Regions from separate parts of the Zea mays genome. Here all the other regions are linked to region 1. The links are chromatin contacts, called in public Hi-C maps. All regions are on one chromosome and are shown on one strand. Each heading gives the region's core, a stretch centred on a gene start, on an enhancer-like site or on the middle of the called end of the contact. The rest is flanking DNA. Distances are from core to core; before and after follow the strand shown.

Region 1 (3,474 bases), core at 29-2,528:
CTTAGTATTGGCATGCCACCCAAGACGTCTTTAGACGACTTAGAACTGAAGAGAGGTGAAAATTGAGAAGAAGAAAACTATGTTACTATGTACTCATATGGCAAAAGGTAAATAACATATATTACCTATAATTCGATTGTTGGTGTTTTAATCGGCCGTATCCTTTCAAATATATAAGTGGGAGGTGTCTAGACTCGTTTCTAGATGTTCTTTAACAGCTCTACTGAGATTATAAAGATAAACATGTGAAGAAATATGAGTTTAATCGTCTCATTTAATACTATCATGTATAGATGTCCAAACAGTGCGGGCCGCCCGTTTGGCCCGTGACACGGCACGAATTTAGCCCGGTCCAAACACGGCCCGGCACGGTCGGTTACGGGCCCGGGCCGGCACGGCCCGTTTAGCGGGCCGGGTATGGGCACATACGGCGGCCCGCGTGCTTTGGCCCGGCCCGGCACGATAAATGGGTCGGCACGACGGCGGCCCGCATATTTATGTAAATACTAAATATATAAATACATTTAATTCTCTCATAATATGTAAATACTAAATACGCGGCCAAACATATATAAAATGCATACATAAATATTTTGTTGTCTTAATATATATAAATAATATGTTATTATATATGATTAATTATGTTAAATATATGTATTTATATACCGTTCTACTGTTGGTTCGGGCTAGTGCCCGGCCCGGTCCGTTGAGGCCCACCGGGCCAACGGGCCGGCCCGGCACGATTTTTCCCTGTGCGTGCCGGGTTTGGGCATGTCTCTAGGCACGTGGGCCAGCCCGACCCGGCCCGAAGCATCAACGGGCCGTGCCTGGCTCGGCCCTATTCGTACCGGGCCGAAACGGGTTCGGACCGGGTCCGTGCCGGGTGGCCCGTTTGGACATCTATACTATCATGTATCCTCACACTCACATATATGACCGGACTATCCGGCCAGACCGTCCAGGCTTCAATACTTCCGGCCATGCATAGTGCGTAAATGGTGCTCAATACATATGTTGTTTGTTCTCGCTATGCACTAACATGTTATTGATAATTTGTGTGCGGTCGCGCATGCGCATTTTACGATTAGAAAATCCATTCTCCGTACCGTTCGTCAATCTATCTATTCTAACAATCCAAACGCCACCAGTAATTGCCCCGGAGCAAACACGTCAAGCGAGACGTGGCATAATTCAGTTGCTTCCATGCCGGGCCCACTACATTTGGTGAGCAGCCTACACTTTCCGGGACTAGGTGTCACGCCGCTACGCCACCTCCGCACTGCCGCATTGACTGGCCCCTCTTCGTTAACGATTAACGTGATCGCGACGCGCGTCCGAGAAGCATCCGCCTTCCGTCCGCAGACCGCAACCATGGTGACACCAGCCTCCACCGCCCCTGCGTCCACCGCTTCCGCCGCCGCGGCGACCGGCTCCGGCCGCGGCGTACTCCGCCTCCTCCGCTATCCCGCCCGCTGCCTCCTTCCTTTGGCTGCGGCGCCCAGGACAGGCACGCGGCTGACCACCGTGCTCCGCGCAAGAACCCAGCCGGCGGAGCCCGAGCTGGTGGAGCAGTAGGTGAACACTATCCGGTTCCTGGCCGTCGACGCCGTGGAGAAGGCGCATTCTGGCCATCCAGGCCTCCCCATGGGCTGCGCGCCGCTGGGACACGTTCTATTCGACGAGTTCCTCCGGTTCAACCCGAAGAACCCCGCCTGGTTCGACCGCGACCGCTTCGTGCTCTCCGCCGGCCACGGGTGCATGATCCAGTACGCTCTCCTCCACCTCGCTGGGTACAATGGCGTCAAGGTGAGCTATTGAGTATTGACAGAACCCACTCCATGTTTCTACCCTATCCACGCACACAGAGACGCACACACCTCTCTGTCTGATTTTGGGTTTTGCTGCTAAACACCGGCGTTGAAGAATTTCGGGCTGCAAAACTTGAATATGTACTATTTTAGTCCTGAAACTGCCAAGTGATACTGATCACCTCAATCAATTGGACGACGCAAGTCGCAACTCTCTCATCGTTGTCAGATTTTATTTTAGGATTTTTTAGCAAAGGTTTGAGACTTTAAAGAGAGTTTTGTGAACCGAAATCCGTAGATGGTAGAGATCTGTATTACGAATTTAGTGCTTGCAAATTGAAATAAATTGTTCTGGAAAGCAGAAAAGGCTGATAAGCTGAAAGCTTTTCAGAGTGAATACCGATCCACCAACATGGTATTGTGTACTTTGTTTCTTATCCTATTATTCTCTTCTTTCCAATCATTTATGCTCATTTCTATGTGACTATTCCTCCTTTTGTCGGGTGATCTTTCTCTGCTTATAATTTTGATAACCATGTTTACTGGCGCAGATGGACGATCTGAAAACTTTCCGACAATGGAGAAGCAGAACTCCTGGTCACCCAGAAAATTTTGAAACACCTGGCGTTGAAGTCACCACAGGTTGCCAGCTGAAACATTTTAAATTTTGCTTTGCCTTCTTCTGATACTTAAATTGATATCTAAACTTTTCTGATGCCATGTAGGTCCTCTTGGGCAGGGTTTTGCAAATGCTGTTGGACTAGCACTTGCTGAGAAACATCTAGCTTCACGTTTCAACAAGACTGACATGAAAGTCGTGGACCATTACACGTAAATTACTAGCCACTTGCATTATAATTGGAATTACTTTCGTGATGCACAATTTGTGATGTTGGTAATATGGTGTTGCTACTCGGTGCTCTTACCTAGGTATGTTATACTTGGGGATGGTTGCCAAATGGAAGGTGTTTCGAATGAAGCGGCCTCTCTTGCTGGTCACTGGGGCCTTGGAAAATTGATAGCTTTTTATGATGACAACCACATATCAATTGATGGTAATACAGATATTGCATTCACTGAAGATGTGCTTGCACGATATGAGGCACTAGGGTGGCATACAATCTGGGTGAAGAATGGCAACACTGGGTATGATGACATACGTACTGCAATAAACGAAGCCAAGGGAGTTAAAGACAAGCCAACTCTTATCAAGGTAACTGGCAGTCTGGTATTAATGTTGTTTTATTTATTCATTTACTTGTCATTTTGGTGCTACTTCATGAGATAAATGGCACATTATAGGTGACTACCACTATTGGTTTTGGATCTCCGAACAAGGCCAACACATATAGTGTTCATGGTAACGCTTTAGGTTCAAAAGAGGTAGAGGCAACTAGAAGCAACCTTGGCTGGTTTCATGAGCCTTTCCATGTTCCAGATGAGGTGAAGAGGTATGTTTCATTCAGCAATGATGTCATTGCTAAACCCATGCTGCGCTGTAAGAGAAAACTACTATAATTAGGTAATTGAGTTCACTTTCGGGCATGTTTGGATGCCCATGTATCCTCCATCCAATCCATGGGTTTTGGAGTGATTTAGTGTGAAATTTAGTTTATCACTTCAACACACATGGATTAAGGGGGATACATGTAAGAACCATCTGCAC
Region 2 (3,500 bases), core at 692-3,191, 190 kb after region 1:
TATTTGGTACTCAACATGATGCAACATTTCATGACTCATATGTTTTGTCAAAAAAATAAAATTAATACCCTCACTAATTAAGCTAACCCTAACCAAAAAAGAAAGAGAGAGAGAGAGAGGAACTAGAGAGAGATAGAAACTAGAGTGAGAGAGAGAAGAGTAACACCTGAATTTGGATGATAATAAGAAAGAAATTTTATACCCCTCAAATTCAGGGTGTTACAAGAAGGCAACGACTAGGAAGTGAGTGGTAGCTATAAATATAAACCCAACCACCTCCATTCACTCAACCCAAGCACTTCACTCATACACATTCAATACAAGAGCAATGAATTCATTCCAAGACACATTCAAAGCTTCTAATCCTCTGCAAGTGCCACTATTGAGACAAGTGATCAACTGTGATTAGTGACTTGAGAGAGTGTGATTCATGTTTCATTTGTTGCTCTTGTTGTTTGGTTTTCTTAATCGTGCTTTCTTCATCTCCTTCTAAACTCTCTAGTGACTTGTAAAGCTAGCAAGAGACACCTAAGCGTGTGATGGTCCTTGCGGGATCTTATTGATTCTTGAGATAAAGAATAAGCACTTAACAGGTCTAAGTGATCGATTGAGAGAGGGAAAGGGTTGAAAAAGACCCGGCCTTCGTGGCCTCCTCAACGGGAAGTAGGTTCATTGGACCGAACCTTAGGAAACAAATCGTTGTGTTCATTTGTGTTGATCTTCACCTTACGATTTGATTCTTCCTCCCCTCTCTCTCTAAGTTCTCTTGCTCACAACCTTTTGAGTTAGCTACCAAAGTTATCCGTATTGATTGAGCAACTCATAGCAAGAAGAACTCTCTTCCGCACTCCATATTCATTATCATTTGTTTCTAATCCTAACCCCAGGTGAAGTTCATATTCAAAGTTTATAATTTACAGGTTTCGCCTATTTATCCCCTCTAGACGACTTTCAGGCACACAAGTGCGAGCAGGGAAGCCTCCAACACGACACCTTGCATTGTTGCGCCCGCGAGAGCTCCCATCGGTCGAAACAGGAAGCTCCCTCGGCGGTGCGGCGCCATTAGGTTCTTGTGGTGTATCGTGGAGAGCAAGGCCACCTTGTTTGAGAATTACTTTTTCCCTGGTACAAATTGTTGCTAGGCACCTTAACCGCAATCTCTTTTCCATCACTCAGCTTCCTGTAGTACACTATCCCGAACCCCCCTGAACCGATCCTACTCGCAAACTTGTTGGTCGCCGACCACAGCTACACCACACGATTGTGAGGTCACGAAGGTGAGCTCCAATTTCCCGCCATAATTCCCAAGATTTTAATTTTGTAGCAGTCAATTAAGAGTTCTCGAGTTCGGTTTGATTGGAAGGGGGAAAATAGTGATAAGGAGGACAACCTCGAGCCCGAGGCCAACCCCGGACAGGAGACGCAATCATGACTCGCCTGAGGCCAACCCCGGACAGGAGACGCAGTCATGACTCGCATGAGGCCAACCTCGGACGGGAGACACAGTCACGACTCACCCGAGGCCAACCCCGGACAGGAGACGCAGTCACGGCTCATTCGAGACCAAACCTCGGACGAGAGACACAATCACGGCTCACGAGGCCAACCTTGGACAGGAGACGCAGTCACGGCTCGCGAGGCCAACCTCGGGCGAGAGGCATAGTCACAACTTGCCCAAGGCCAACTCCGAGCGGGACACGCAGTCACGGCTCGCCTGAGGCTAGCAACAACAGTACATGGAGCTAATTTTCGATGTTGATAATGTTTACCACACAAATTTTGCATATCATAGTAACATTTGTCATTACATATTTATGTTTCATACAAATTTTTACTTCATCGCAGTGCGGACACATATTTAGTAGAATTTAGAAAAAAATAATTCCAATTTATAATTATATGTCCCAATATCTCGCTGTTTTGAGATTTATAATTCGTTCGAGATGCTCTTGCACACCAGGCAATCAAAGGTGCCGACGGATGGCACAATCCAGTCTACGCACAAGTTCGCCGATGAAACTTTGTCGCTAAAAACACGCGCAGGTCACGGCAACCTCTCATCAGGTATCAGCCACCGCCCACCCCAACTCGCCGAAACACAATCGCCGAACACACACAAAAAAAACCCTAGACCGCCGAGCCCAGTCCAGCAGTGTCTCTCCACCGCTGCCGCGCCACCTCGAGCTCCACTTGCACTTGCATCGCGGGATGGAGCACGATGCGCACGCCGAGGCCCCACCACACGCCGTCCCGCCACCGGAGGTCGCCACCGTCGATGATTGGGCTCGCGACGACGCGGAGCCCATGTCCGTTGAATCTGGCGTTGCCGCTGCGGAGCTAACTGCGGCAGATTCGGGCGCTGATGCCCCGCTCGCGCCCGCGCCCTCGGCCGCGGTCGCGGCAGAAGGTTCCCTTCTCGGCCCTACCTAGTACCTACCTACCTTTCGCTCGTGCTGTTATACGGCTTACTTGCTTAGCTTATTTGCTTGGATCTAAACCTCTTAAGCGCCGATCCGTATTGCTAGCGCGCTCGATTACGCGTAGGGTAGGGTTTATGAGGGCCAGAGTGTCGTTTATTGGGGTTGTTGGTTTGCTACGGCGGGAAACATATTAGGGCGATGAAGGTTATGTTGTGGCAGGGATCTCTGCTAGTTCGATTGTGTGTATAATTTGTTCGAAACGAAATTCAGCTGCTAGATTTACCTGATTCAAGCCAGCTACTGTAGCCAGGTGTAACTCAAGATTCTTGAGTAGCTGTTGTTTCAGCATGATATGCTTGTGGTTTATGTGTCTCTCGATGATTAAGTTGACGGCCATCCATAGGCCTATAGTTTGTACCATAGCAGTTTGTGCTTCTGTTTCTTTTGTCGGTTTGCAATTGTGATTTAATGAGCCGTCCTTTAATTGTTGCCATGTGCTTGATCAGACAACAATTAATCCATGCATTTGCAGTTTCCAAATATCTTTGCGTGATCAGACAACATTTAGGTGTCATTTGGTTCACATATTTGTAACGTAATGGTAACAAATAACTTTAAATTATGTTTGTTTAAGTCCAACCGTAATTAGATACCACACTAGAAATTGATACCGGCCTATTCAAACTTGTTACCACCAGTATTCGAGTGTAAATCATTGCCATTACCATTTATGTTACATTTCGTGAACCAAACGGCACCTTAAAGCGATGCATGTGCAATTTCCAAAAGAGCGGCTGATGAAGTGTGGTGTTGCTTAGGAAGGTTATGTAACAATTAAGCACATAGGGGAAGGGTGTTGTCTAGCTCCTAAGAATGTCATGTGACCAACTTTTAGGGCACTGCTCATTTTCATGAATGGAAAATCCATTGAGATTTTTTCATTAGAGCAAGGGAACTTGCGACAAATATGGTTCGAAATTCTTATCTCTGAGGTGCAATAGTTGCTCCTTTACCCATTTGTGTGCACCTTGTGGTTCATATAGACTGCAACATGCTCCTCCAAGACCCTTGTACCTCTCA
Region 3 (3,496 bases), core at 279-2,778, 250 kb before region 1:
TTCCTTTAGGGTTTTATTTTACTAGACTTATAAATATGCAAAACAATGGAACTCCCCACTATCTAGGAAAAAGAAAAGAAAAAATAAGGAAAAGAGAGGGTAACATCTGAATTTGGTGGATATTAGAAAAGAAATTTTATACCCCCAAATTCCGGGTGTTACACCTTGCCCCTCTCGGGTAAGGTAGTCTTTCACTAGTTTTCCTAATTAGTCAGCCAAGGGCATCCCATACTACCGTTATGGTGGCACATGTTTCTCAAGTTAAGCTCCATGTTCTAATTAACATTAATGATCTTGATATGAACATAAATAATATAACAGAATAATTGGAACATGGATATAATGAAATATTAACCCAAAACCAATAAAGCAATAGCAAACTACCCAAGTGATTCAGGGCTAACAAGGTAAAAGGATAAACAGACTAGGGTGACCTATTGGGTCCCATCAAAATTAAACCTATGCATTGAATAGTGATAATAAAGAATATTATTGGGTAACAAAAGTGGATCAAGAGCACAACTTTGCCTGGCACTTGAGGTTCCAGTTACCAGGGTGATACTTCAGATCCTCGACCTCACCGCTAGTCGTAGCAATACAAACAAACATGGTATAGACAAAATTAACATCACACCAAGCATAAGTACAAACTGAATAATAATGATCTACGCGAAGCTACGAGATCGCGAGATCGAGAACTACTAAAATCAGAGTTACGGTTAAGGAGTTATGATTTTTATAGAAGATCTGCGTGATTAAAATATTAAACTATATTATAAATTGGTTAATACAAATCATATGAGAGATTATTCTATAAATAATTATATCAACTTTAATCTAAGTTATAAATTGACCATAAATTATATTCTAGTAGATTATAATGATAAGCAGATTAACAAGACTAACCAACATAAGTTAAATAAAGGTATAATTATAAAAGAACGGGACATGGTATAATCAATGATGTTACTGCGTAGAAAATATTTATACGAGACTAACGCAACTTGAATGGATCAAATCGGAGTTATAGATTTTAAGTTATGAATTTCTAAAGATTATATGTGTTTTGTACAAGATTAAATAGGATATAAATTTTAATGTGACATTCATGACAAAACAGTGGTAATAATTGATAAACAATAATATTATAAAATTATAGGAACTGGAATGAGTCAAAAAGGAGTTAGAATGAATTTAATATGAATTATACAAGTTTCTAGAATTATTGGCGTATTAAAAATCAAATTTTGAATTTATTTATTTGATTTCACGAACTCTGGACAGCGCAACAAATACTAAAAAGTCTGAGGTTAGTATCGCAAAAGTCCTACAGACTCAGCTTACTGCTACTGTGGACGGCGGGTTGATTTATCCAAACCCCAGGGACTCTTTAAGAAAATGTGCTGCGAAGGGGTATCGGTGGAGATGAGCCGTTGGATTAGATCTGTACGGTCCACAACAGATCAAGGGAAGGTTGGGCTGGTATTAGATCTGAGCCGCAGGATCAAGATCAATGGCACAGATTCACTACTGAACCGATGCACAGCTAGGGCCGTGAGATCACCATGCACAGATTCATCCAATCGGTACGAGGCCGTCTAATCCTAACCCCTTATCGCGCGATAGACGGCCTAGGGCCTTTCTTCTCCACTTAGGTCACATATACGACGGCGCCGCCCGCAGACCATGGTGGACTTCGTCGGTGAACTACGCCCCGGCGATCTAGGACCGTATTGTCTACCCCGATAGGTACTACGCGAAGAGGGAAGGATGGGGAACGAGATGATGTGCTACTCACCCCAAATCCTGTGCCGAGGGGATCAGGCCGCGCTGTTCTGCGGATCCGCAGCGACGGTGAGGGATTCCCGTCGGTCTCGAGCGCCAATCCGCACCGGGGAAGCATCTACTTCACTCACGGGAGCACCACAACGTTCTCCGGCTATCCTCGAGCTTCACTCTGCTACACCCGCGGAGAATGGGTACGACGGTGGCGACCGATCCCGCACGGCGGCGCTCACTCCATCATCTCTCTCTCTCTGCTGGGCATGGAGGTTCGTTGAGCTGGATAAAGGAGGGGAGGGCTCTGCGGATCACAACCTTAAGTAGCCCCAAGGTGAGGTCCGGGCGCAGCGACGACCCTGGATTCAGGGCCGGTCCTGGAGGGGGGCAAGTGGAGCCGCCGCACCGGGCCTCCGATTTTGTAAGGGCCCCAAGTAATATACATGTATATATAATCTTAGGTGTTATATCTAGTACGACTGCTCCACTTATCTCTCTTCGCAGGACAGTTCTGTTGTTGAGGTAAATGATCTACTATCTGAGTTAAAGGTTTTGAAGTTAAGTTTGCCTGAAATACCAATGTCTTTTATGGAGATTTTTTGAGTATATTCGGCAAATGGATCTGTATCCAAATATTTCAATCGCTTATTGAATATTATTTATTATGCTTGTGACTGTGGCATCGACTTAGAGAAGCTTTTTAAAGTTGAAATTGTTGAAGAACTATTAAAGTCAACAATGTCTCAAGATCGCCTCAACGGATTGACTACTTTATACATTGAGAAAAATTATTAGACGAGGTTAGCAACACTATTATCAATGACTTCGTATCAAGAAACATTAAAAGAATTTTTTGAGATAATATGTACAAAGATTTAAAGTTGTTTTGAAATATTATAGATTTTAATCATTCAAAAATTTGCTTATGTACTTAAAAAAGTATATATATTATAGACTTTTATCATTCAAATTTTTTTGAGGGCCCTAATTTTTTGTTTCGCCCCAGGTCCATGAAACCTCATGACCGGCCCTGCCTGGATTCCAGGTGTTTGTTATGTGCCCACGCGAGAACGACAGATTGTATTGAGACGAACCACGAGCAAGGAGGTGATTATGACAATCGGGCCCCATATGGAAGCGGCGTGACATCGCGGCTGGGTGGCTGACTCGACAGGCCCACCTGTCGGCGCGCTGGGCAGGCTGCGTGCGCAGAGCTGATGCACCCGGTCAACGAGCCCCCGCGGCAGAGAGATGACCAGCAGAGGGCGTGACCAGATGAATCCGTGGTAAGTGGGTCCCGCAGGGCAGGTACGTAGCGAGCGATGGGAAGTCGTTGCCTGACACCCGGGCCCACTCGTCCTCGACTGCAAGCATGTATGGTCTGGTCTGGCGGGAGATGAATTGCTAATGTGCCGAATTGACCTAGCGGCCCAACTGGATCCTTTTTCTTTTGTATTTTATTTTCCTTTTCTTTTCTCAATTCTAGTTTATTTCTAAATTCAAAGATTCAAACTATGTTTAAATTTCTGGTTTGAACCTTTCAAATTCCTAAATATCAAAACACAACTTTATTGAGGATATATTTCTGCTATTTGCATTAATACCATTTTTCTTGTTGTAGTGTATATCCTTTCCTTTCTCTTGTTTTCCAAATTTAGGTTTAGAATTTAAATTCATACTTTAGGCTAAAATGCCTAAGTTCATATATCAATATGAA

The links. A called contact is a pair of places that touch in the nucleus more often than the background predicts.
Region 2: a contact with region 1 is called in a Hi-C map of tassel, with 3 times the contacts expected there. The contact joins the promoter of LOC103646667 here to the promoter of LOC103646666 in region 1. A contact is called at or near these places in 3 of 25 Hi-C or Micro-C datasets (bundle sheath, ear and tassel).
Region 3: a contact with region 1 is called in a Hi-C map of ear, with 4 times the contacts expected there. The contact joins the enhancer-like site here to the promoter of LOC103646666 in region 1. A contact is called at or near these places in 2 of 25 Hi-C or Micro-C datasets (ear and tassel).

Annotation. Positions count from the first base shown.
Region 1 is chr2:89,231,926-89,235,399 of Zm-B73-REFERENCE-NAM-5.0, forward strand. LOC103646666 (transketolase, chloroplastic-like) reads left to right here and starts at 1,279. Exons shown (of 7, transcript XM_008671369.4): 1 at 1,279-1,806; 2 at 2,360-2,450; 3 at 2,534-2,639; 4 at 2,739-3,021; 5 at 3,111-3,259. The coding sequence starts at 1,645.
Region 2 is chr2:89,423,865-89,427,364 of Zm-B73-REFERENCE-NAM-5.0, forward strand. It overlaps LOC103646667 (eukaryotic peptide chain release factor GTP-binding subunit ERF3A), which reads left to right and starts at 1,942. Exons shown (of 17, transcript XM_008671370.3): 1 at 1,942-2,407. The coding sequence starts at 2,209.
Region 3 is chr2:88,982,018-88,985,513 of Zm-B73-REFERENCE-NAM-5.0, forward strand. No RefSeq gene overlaps it. Among protein-coding and RNA genes, the nearest start is that of LOC100382953, 65 kb to the left of the region's middle. Within about 2 kb of position 1,529, at least 18 of the 20 cell types and tissues checked have an H3K27ac peak or open chromatin away from gene starts, as enhancers often do. A contact at or near this core is called in ear and tassel, where this site is marked.